Linked DNA regions of Mus musculus: region 2 is linked to region 1. A link is a contact called in public Hi-C data. All regions are on one chromosome and are shown on one strand. Each heading gives the region's core, a stretch centred on a gene start, on an enhancer-like site or on the middle of the called end of the contact. The rest is flanking DNA. Distances are from core to core; before and after follow the strand shown. Region 1 has its middle 55 kb from the start of Gm30524. Region 2 overlaps Pde3a (phosphodiesterase 3A, cGMP inhibited).

Evidence for each region. Hi-C and Micro-C count contacts between places; a contact is called where the count stands out from the background.
Region 2: a contact with region 1 is called in a Hi-C map of uterus, with 2.1 times the contacts expected there. The contact joins two enhancer-like sites. A contact is called at or near these places in 13 of 484 Hi-C or Micro-C datasets (embryonic stem cells, muscle stem cells, neural progenitor cells and 2 more) and 2 of 115 datasets of contacts at active chromatin or transcription factors (embryonic basal ganglia and stem cell-derived neural progenitor cells).

The regions. Positions count from the first base shown.
Region 1 is chr6:140,898,364-140,902,992 of GRCm38.p6, forward strand. No RefSeq gene overlaps it. Among named protein-coding and RNA genes, the nearest start is that of Gm30524, 55 kb to the right of the region's middle. Within about 2 kb of position 2,133, at least 2 of the 459 cell types and tissues checked have an H3K27ac peak or open chromatin away from gene starts, as enhancers often do. A contact at or near this core is called in uterus, where this site is marked.
Region 2 is chr6:141,431,949-141,436,577 of GRCm38.p6, forward strand. The region is part of intron 2 of Pde3a (phosphodiesterase 3A, cGMP inhibited); the gene reads left to right. Among named protein-coding and RNA genes, the nearest start is that of Slco1c1, 90 kb to the right of the region's middle. Within about 2 kb of position 2,678, at least 78 of the 459 cell types and tissues checked have an H3K27ac peak or open chromatin away from gene starts, as enhancers often do. A contact at or near this core is called in uterus, where this site is marked.

The DNA.
Region 1 (4,629 bases), core at 883-3,382:
AGGACCTAGGTTAGATTCATACAGCTTCCCTGATCTCTATGAGCCAGCTCGAGTCCTGGTCAGTTGCTTCTGGGGGCCATGTTCTTGTGGTGTCCTTGACCTTTCTGACTCCTCCAACTCTCCCTCTTTCACAGGTCTCCCACAGTTCCACCTGATATTTGCCTGTGGGACTCTGCGATGCTCCCATCAATTGCTAGATGAAGTCTCTCTGATGACGACTATGCTAGACTCCTTTCCCCGCACATCCTGCAGGCATGATACACTTTAGGTTGGAGGTTTTGTGACTGTGTTGGTGTTCCAGTCCTTCCACTTGAGGCCTTGCTTGGTTACAGAGGATAGCCAGTTCAGGCTCCGAATCCCCTATTACTAGGAGTCTTCACTAATGTCACCCTCGTAGACTCCAGGGGATTTCCATTGCAACAGGCAGAACGCCAATTTTGTGGACTCAAGACAAGGTCAGTTACAGAGTTTCCTTCCCTCATGGAGGGAGGTCCTGTGTAGAGGAGTGGGCCCAGTGAAAGTGTGCAGAGGAACACAGAGCTACTTATGAACTCCTGCTTGGAGGACCCTACCATGTAGAATCATTTCAGCCCTCCAGTCAGCTTGCTGTAGAAAGACTTGAGGCTATCTCACAGTCCTTTGTTAAACCACTAAGTATGTGTTTGGCTATAGGCACTGATCTTGGTATCATATGTATATCTCTCTCTCCCTTTCCCCCTCCCTCCCTTCCTCTCTTTATGTGTCTGCCTGTCTGTGTTGTGTGTAATATTAAAAAACAATCTACGCTATTGCTGGCTAGGCACCAGTTAGTAGTCTAGGTCTTTTTTCCCAGCCTGGTATCGAGCCCGAGACCGCATGTTTCCCCTTGCCAAGGCCTCTCCAGATCTCTGAGATAGCTCTATCCTCCCTGCGGCTGGCTGCTGCCAAACCCGCTCAGAACTCCCAAATTTCCACAGCTAGCTGGGGCGCACTCTCGCAAACCCACGCTCTGCCCTGGTTACCTTTCCCTGGAGCTCAGTTGAATCTCAGCGAGATGGAAAACACCAGCCATTCTCAGCTTAGAATCAAGAGATAACACAATCGCTAGGAGTGGAATCCAGCATCCTAAATTTACCAACTATTCTATGTTAGAAAGCAGATTGTGGTGGGTTCTGCCACCCTAACTAACACCCCCGGGGCTAAATCTTGGTTGTCTTGCTCTAAAAGGAAGTCCCTTCCTCCTGCCTTCCCTCTTTCACTCTCCATCCCGGAAGACCCGCCTCCTTCTTGTCCAGTGATTGGCTTCTTGTTGTCTTTATTATTTAATCAATTAGGGGAAAATTCCATTATATGTATGTATAGCCTTACAAGTGCACAGTGCCCTTAGTTCCAGGAGAGAGTGTCAGATACCCTGGAACTGGAAGGACAGATGTTTGTGAGCCACACCGTGGGTTCTGGGAACCAAACTCTGATCCTCTGCATGAAGAACGAGTAATCGTAACCGCTGAACCATCTCTTCTTTCCTTCTAAACTTAAAGATTTACAGCCTCTGTCAATAATTATTAAGATAAGAGTAGATTTTTTTTTAAATCTGAAGGTGAAACAGTTAGCTCTGAGCTTTTATAAATGATTTGGCCAACAATAAAAATGGTAGCCAATTTCTTTAAGGGATATTTTACTGACCAGCAAGTGTTCTACTTTAACTACTCACAAATTCCCTGAAACGAGTTATTTTGAATACATATCAAGTGTCAAGACAATGACAATATCCTGATTCCTAATTTTCTCTGTCTTGATGGATCTCCAAGCCTCAGATATTTGTGACCCGCAATGTGGATGTTTGGAACCAGTTGGAACCTGTTGCCAGGGTCCCTTGTATCCCTACCAGCTCAGGTAAAGAGAATCATGGGACTGACTTAATAATCATAAGGAAAGGCTAGCTGACACCACATGAGATGTTTGTCCCTTTGAGGGAGGAGAGTCGTTAAAAATGGTAGAACCCAGAAGTTTCTCCTTCTACTCTGTTCAAGTAGTCTGGGCCCTTTGCCAGACACTTTGCCTGGACTTCCAATTCTTGACCGTTTCATTTAGCAACAAGCCTAAAATCATGGCTTGAGCTCAGTGCATTTAAGGCCTGTGTTACAGCCTCTACTATCTCATGCACGACAGCTCATCTTCCTCAGGAGGTTAGCACACAGGACTTCAGCTTGGCAGCGTCCTTATAATAAAGGAGGGTGAAATAAAAATGAGCCTTCTTGCTGTTGCCAGACATCCCTTTGAAATCCTGCACAGGAGCACATCAAGGTATAAACACTTGCTTGGCTCTGACACGTTGTTTTGCTTTCTGTTTGCAAGCTTTTCTTTCCTTTGGTCTCTTTTGCTTGCCATCTTCTCCCAGCACGGGGAAAAGTTAGATGTCCCATTCAGTTCATTAGTCTTTGGGAGCTGGAGTCAGTGAACGCACTGTACAACTAAGGGCATGTTTTCCTTCTGGAGCAGTTAGATGATACAACGGAGCTGGCTTTTCTGAGGCAGTGTGATCTCTTATGAGATAATTGAAGACTTTGACTTCTGGGAAAGATGGCTATTGATTTTGCATTGTTAATTCTAATGTCATGGAAATTTCCTACTTGTATTTGAAAAATTCTACTTTCTTTTGTAACCAGCAAACTCCAGAGAGTTAAATCTATATAAAAATAGAGGTGAACATGGAGTGCTTTTATGTTAATTTCTTGGGTTACTTTTGATAATGAGATATTCACACAATTTCACCTTTGCTTAAAATGTCACAACGCTATTGAGCTCTGACATCTAGTGAGGGAAGCCGAGCTTCCAGATAGTAGGTGTAGCGTGTAGGTGTGTCCTGTTTGGGTAGTCATACTTGATGCTGTCATGGTTAGCTTCAGATGTCAGTCTGGCACAAACCTGGACATACCTGGAAAGAGGGAATCTTATCTGAGGACTTGCCTCCATCAGATTGGCCTGTGGGCATGTCCGTGGGACATTTAAGGGTTCAGTCTGTTTTGGGCAGTGCCACCCTAGACATATGAGTCTGGGATATATAAGAAAGTTAGTTGAATATAGTCTCAGAGCAAGCCAGCAGAGTTCCTCTGTTGTTTCTGCCTCTGCTCCTGTGGGGCATTGGGCCATGCACAGACAGGCTGGTCTCCAGTTGAGCTGAGGTCTGAACCCTGGTGGTGATAATTCACCTTCATGACATGGTAGGCATTACCTTATGCTCCTGGAACTCTGGCTCCTGCCTAAGTTACCACCCCCACACCCCCCATAAGAGAAGCATGGTCAGTAGTCATGTAGGCAATGGCCCAAGCTTCTGACCTTCAGGCTAAACTCCTCCCCAGTTACCCAGCAACAGTAAAGACCATAAAAAGGGCTGTTCAACCCCTGCTTGCTCTCTTACTTGTCTCTCACTCCTTTATTCTCTTTTCTCTCACTTCTCTCTCTCCTCTCTCCTTTCTCTTTGTCTTCTCCTCTCCTCCCTCCTCTCCTCTCCTCTCCTCTCCTCTCCTCTCCTCTCCTCTCCTCTCCTCTCCTCTCCTCTCCTCTCCTCTCCTCTCCTCTCCTCTCCTCTCCTCTCCTCTCCTCTCCTCTCCTCTCCTCTCCTCTCCTCTCCTCTCCTCTCTCCTCTCCCTCTTACTCTCTTTCTCTCTAGCCCCCCTCCCTTCTCTCTCTCCCACCTTGCGTTTCTATAATAAAACTCTAAAATCATAGGGAGTCTCTGCTCCATCAAGATCCTCTGAGCACTCACTCTGGTCAATGTTGGGAACCTCTTCCCTCCTCCCTCTCTCCTATAACCCTGGTGGCTTTAGCAAAGTAGCTCCTGCCTCTGGCCACCCCCTGAAGAGTGGGACAGAGGAATGTCCACCCAGGGATGAGTGGAAGGTAGTTAGCAGCCCTCTCACGCCTGACTAACCAGAGGATAGGGAAAACTCTGGCAGGACGTGGGCCTTTCCTCCTCCCCTACTTCCCCAGGGCCCCCTTTTTAGTTCCCACATGCTCGTGCTTAAGTCCCTGGTCTGACTTTCCTCAGTGGTGGACTGTGATTAAAACATAGAAGCCCAATAAGCCCTTTCCAATCCAAGTTGTTTTGGTTATGGTATTTATTGTAGTAACAGAAACCAAACTAGAACTCCAATTGAAGACAAACAGGAAACAAAGACAATGAGAAAATTATACATATGGCATCAGAAGTCTGGTGGAAAGCTATGCAGTTAGTGGATCAGAGAGAAATTATAAGGGGATATCACAAAGTTACTTTTAAATATTAAATAGATGTGAGTGTGGTAACCATACCAATTATTTATGGCCCTAAAGGAGACTACCAGAATGGGTGTGTGAATTTGAAGGGTGGCAGACTTTTTGTTTTTTGTTTTTTTGATCACTTGAAGAAGTTGGTTTGTAACAATCAGAGCAGAACCCTAACGGGATGGACTAAATTGAGAAATTCATGAGATGTTCTTGATACACGTTGCTGAGTTGCTCGGTGGGAGACTGAGGTACCATTGTTTATCCAGTTGCTGTGCCGCTGGGCTGTATCTCTGTAGCATGGGGCTTACCTAGTGTGCATGAAGCCCTGCTTCAGTGGACTTGGGTGACTTTAGCCTTTTCTCCTCCAGCCCCTGAGTTCTGTAC
Region 2 (4,629 bases), core at 1,428-3,927, 530 kb after region 1:
CTCCTAATAGTGCCACTCCTTGGACCAAGCTTATACAAACCTTCACAAGGAGCTTCAGACTTGCTACTGCCCTTTGCCAGAGACTTGGATCCTAGATTTTGTGGGTCTAGAAATGTATTCATTTGTGAGAGAATCAAACTCATAGAGATCAACTCTGAAGAGAATTGCCTAAGAGTAGAATTGCCTTCATTACCCTAAATTCTAGAATAGTCTTGCTAGGAAGCCACTTAAAGATTCTGATCGAGAGAAGGGATGGAGAGCTACAGATTTCTCGAATCTCTGGATTGTAGAGTTGTCCCAGTCATTATACAGGGTAGCTCATGGCAACACCCAGGATCACACATTAATCAGTGAATGTAAAACCTCCAGTACCTGTACCTGGAATTTAAGGTAATGCCTCTTGAGTCTCTGGGAAGTTTTAATCTCCATAAAATGCAGCAGCAGCCGCCTCTGCAGCAGCATCTGGCAATCAGAAGTGACTCCTGACCTTGAAAAGATTGTCACATATTGATTGTTCTGTGGCAGAACATTGTGTCCTTAAGCTAATATGGAACGTCAGACTCCTAGCTAAAATAATCACTTTTTAAAATGGGGACAATGGAATATAGCCGAGCGCCCCTGTTTTTCGTCTCCCCGAGCTGCTTCCCGGCACTCTAGAGGCGAGGCAGAACACAGAACCACACCTAGATATTCAGGAAGTCCTGCCTGTTGACCCTCGCTGCCTTCTGACTTTGCCTGCCGTTGCTTTCTTTAGTGATCATAGTTTGGCTGTGACCTTAGATCATGCTGGTTCCTTTCTGTTCCTCTGTTGACTTGAGGGGCCCTTCGTTCTTTCATTTCCTCCACAGACATGCATGACGTAACACACGCTAGGCACTGAGGGAGCACAAAAGCAACCAGTCCTGCCTTCCTAGAATCCAGAGTTCCATGTGATAACAGACATGTGCAGCAGCAGACATTAAATGAGTGCATGCATTCATTTAATGTATTTGCACCAGGCATTTGCAAAGGAGAGGGAATATACCAGCGAAGGCCTCCTTGAGAAACTGCTAAGCTGAACCTTCAGGAATGAGTAGGACGGAATGCACAAGATGTCTACTTAACAGGAGCAGCATGGTCTGAGGGCAACAGCAAGAAACGATGTGCTGAGAAGTCCAAGTCCCAAGGACTCTATGTACAAAGAGAGTGGATGAGGGTGAAGCACTCAGTCCTGGACATGTATATAGGATTGTCACTGTCCCTTTGAAAGCTAATGGGGAAGGCAAAATTGGAGAGAAGAATCATCGGGTTGGAGTACTTGATTCCTAATACCCATGTCAGGTGACTTACAACTGCCTGTATCTCCAGCTCCAGGGGATCTGATGCCCTCTTCTGGCCTCTGTGAGCACTGCACTCACACACACACACACACACACACACACACACACACACACACACACACACACACATGCGCACATGCACACATACACATGAGGCAGGGGTGGGGAGTGAATTGAAACTAAATCTTTTTTTAAAAAAATCTAAGAAAGCTAACAAGCATTTCCATGAACCCCGTTACTGTTCCTACTTCATCAGCCTCCCTCGTGTGTTCTTTACTGTTGTCTCTCTTACTGAGACCACAAGAACGTCCTTCGATGAGTTAGAATAAGATGAGTTTATTAAATTAGGTGGCGCTGCTGAAGAAGATGAGCACTGATGTGACATCTTTAAAAAGCAGACGGATCCACGGGAAGCATTCTGAAAAGAATGGTGACGTCTGACTTCAGCGTTAGAAGTTCAGGAGTTTTTACAGGTAATTATAAAAGCTTAGTGAAGGCAGAGTGCGACACTGCAGCATTGCCTCGTCCTTCTGGGCCATACAAACTATGACTTTTTGCAAATTAGTTTCTAGATTTGCATTGGGTGTGGTCTCTTCTACTCTTACCAATATTTACTTGGTCTCTTTGATTTTTATCCAGTAATGTAAAAAAAAAAATAATGTTTTTTTAAAATTTTTTCACAGAGCATGTCTAAAACAAAATACCATTAACACTGAAACACAGACCTGTCCATCTGCATTTCTAAGGAACTACCTGGGAAAGCATGTGTGGTGCATAAGTTTCAAGCCAACATAGTCAGCCTGGGGCTGCAGGCTTGTTCTGGGCTGGCCTGGTGCTGGCTGTTTACAATGATCAAAGAGAGAACGGGTTGAACCAGAAGTTAGATTAATAGTTTTCTTTTACACCCCTGACCTCACAGCCTATACACTCTGGATCCTCATACACAAATAGAAAAGGCTTTAAATTGTCTTGTCCGAGTAATAATTTCTCTACTTGCTAACTGGATTTTGAGAACTGAGGGCAAACACCAGTGAGACTATCACGCTCTACCTCCTCCCTAAAATGCAACAGACAAGAAATAAAGGGGGGAAAAATCTTTTTCCAAATGTTGCTCTGCCCCTGTCCTCAGCTCAAGAGCTGAGGTTTTTGCCGGGGAGGAGGGGAGAGCGGGATTGTGTAGGGGAGGGAATGATGAAGAAGCCAGTGGGGGCAGTTGTTTTTCTGTGCCTGCTGACGTCAACGAAATTGCCAGATGGCATTTGAATGCTTTGCAAAAAGACAGGAGCCTTTTATTGCAGCTGTCGCGGGTCTGTCATTGGTTTTGCGTTCCCAGAAGTGGTCTGATGCTTTCTCTCACTGTGGGAGCAATGAGGGCTCTGTACCTTTCCAGACCTAGAGGGCTCTTTTGTAGGGTGTCCTTACACTGCTCTAATAAAGGACATGTGCTCTGGGACATTATGCTTTACTGTCAGTTCCTGTGGGCCATGAACTGCTCAGCTCTAGTCAGGGTCAGAGCTTGATCATTCAGAAAGTATATTTTTTCCAGAATGGTTTCTGTGGATGCTGGCAGCCTTGGGCACACACTTGGTAGCACCTGAAGGGTCTTAGGTCACCTTTTTAGCAACTGACCCCTCATTGACCTCTCAAGATGGGCCGATCTATCTTCAAAGCTCACCCCATGCCACTGGCTGAATTTATGTAGCTTATTCTCATGTCTGGAATTTGTCAAGCTTTTAATTCACTTGGTTATCAAGAGTGTTTGTTTGATTTCGTTTCTGCTTGGGGTAGGGCTTGGCAGCGGGATTTATTTTAATAATGTACTGCTTTCTGGGACAGTTAATTGGATAAATCGGTTTCCAGGTCCAGTTAGAAATTGGAAAGCAGTACAAAGTTTGTATGTTAGAAAAGCCTTCTGTCATGTAACTGTGTGACGGTAACACATATTTTTCATAGTAAAGAGTTTGGGATATGCATCCTGGCCTAAGCTGCATTCCCGGTTTCTTTCTTTCCTCTAAGCTGCTACCTGATGTCAATCATGTGTGGCAGTCTCAGGCACAAGCTGTGGTGGTAGTCCTGAAATCTGTGGTGCGTATGCTGAAGAAACAAGAGCCATGAAGACAAAGGATACTGAGGGGCTGAAGGACAAAGAGGTTTTAAAGTTGTGACATGTGTTTAAGGAGTTTGATGACTCAGTTGGCACAGTGCCTGCTTTGCAAGCAGGAGAACATAATTTTGACCCCCCCCAGAAGCCACCTTTATAAAAAGATCTAAGGACATTATGCTTCTAATCGCAATGCTGGGTGCAGGAGGGGCAGAGACAGGCATAACCCTGGGGTTCATTGGCTAGCCATTGTACATGACCAGTGATCTCCAAGCCAATGAGAGACCCTATCTCAAAAACAAGATTAATAGCTTCTGAAGAATGCCCATTGGTGTGTGACATTTCATAAGCGCATACACGCACCCCCCCAACACACACACCTATAACATGATGTACTGCCTTGTCATGATGGGGTAGACAGTTGTAATAGCCCCTTACAGTGGCAATAATTATCTCTTTGCAGTGTAAGAAAATCACATGCTGTTGTGTTAGTGGAGGAACCACTGTCATGAGTGATGGGCTATTCTGAACAGACATGAAGACAGCTGCCCTTACTACCTAGTCTTGTTCTAGACACACAAAGGCTCCATCATAGACTTTATGTAATTCACACTGGTCTGGAATTCATTATGTAGAACAGGGTGTCCTACAACTCATGGTAATCCTCCTGTCTCAGCTTCCCCAGTGTTGTAATTATACAAATGAACCACCATGTTTGACATATTTCACTCTTTATGGAATATAGTGCCATGACAACAAATTGCAGAATCAGTTGTCAAGCTGACTTAAAGACAAACTGCCACTTGATTTTTTTTTTTACCTTACCGTCCTGCCTTGTATTTTAAGCAGGAGCAGTTAGAGTATTGTCTAGGGGCAGGAATCTCAGTACTTAATGACATGCTGCAAAGCACATCCCATTCTTGCAAGGGCTTCAGCAGAAGGCTGAAAGTGACATGAAGGCACAATTTTCCAGAATCAATGGAATTTGGTGGAGTCAGGAGGAATGGAGAGTGGTAGACTACACCAGGCTAACCCTTTGAATCCAGCTAAGGTGCCAATAGCCTTGCTAATCTCCTCAGGTTCACTCAGAGGATTACAACTTCAGCATTTCGACTCACCTCATGAGAGATTTCCTGCTAAACCAGAATACCAGTTCTGACTCATTTTTTTCTAAGAGAGTCACTGCCAGATAGACAGTAAAACACTCAT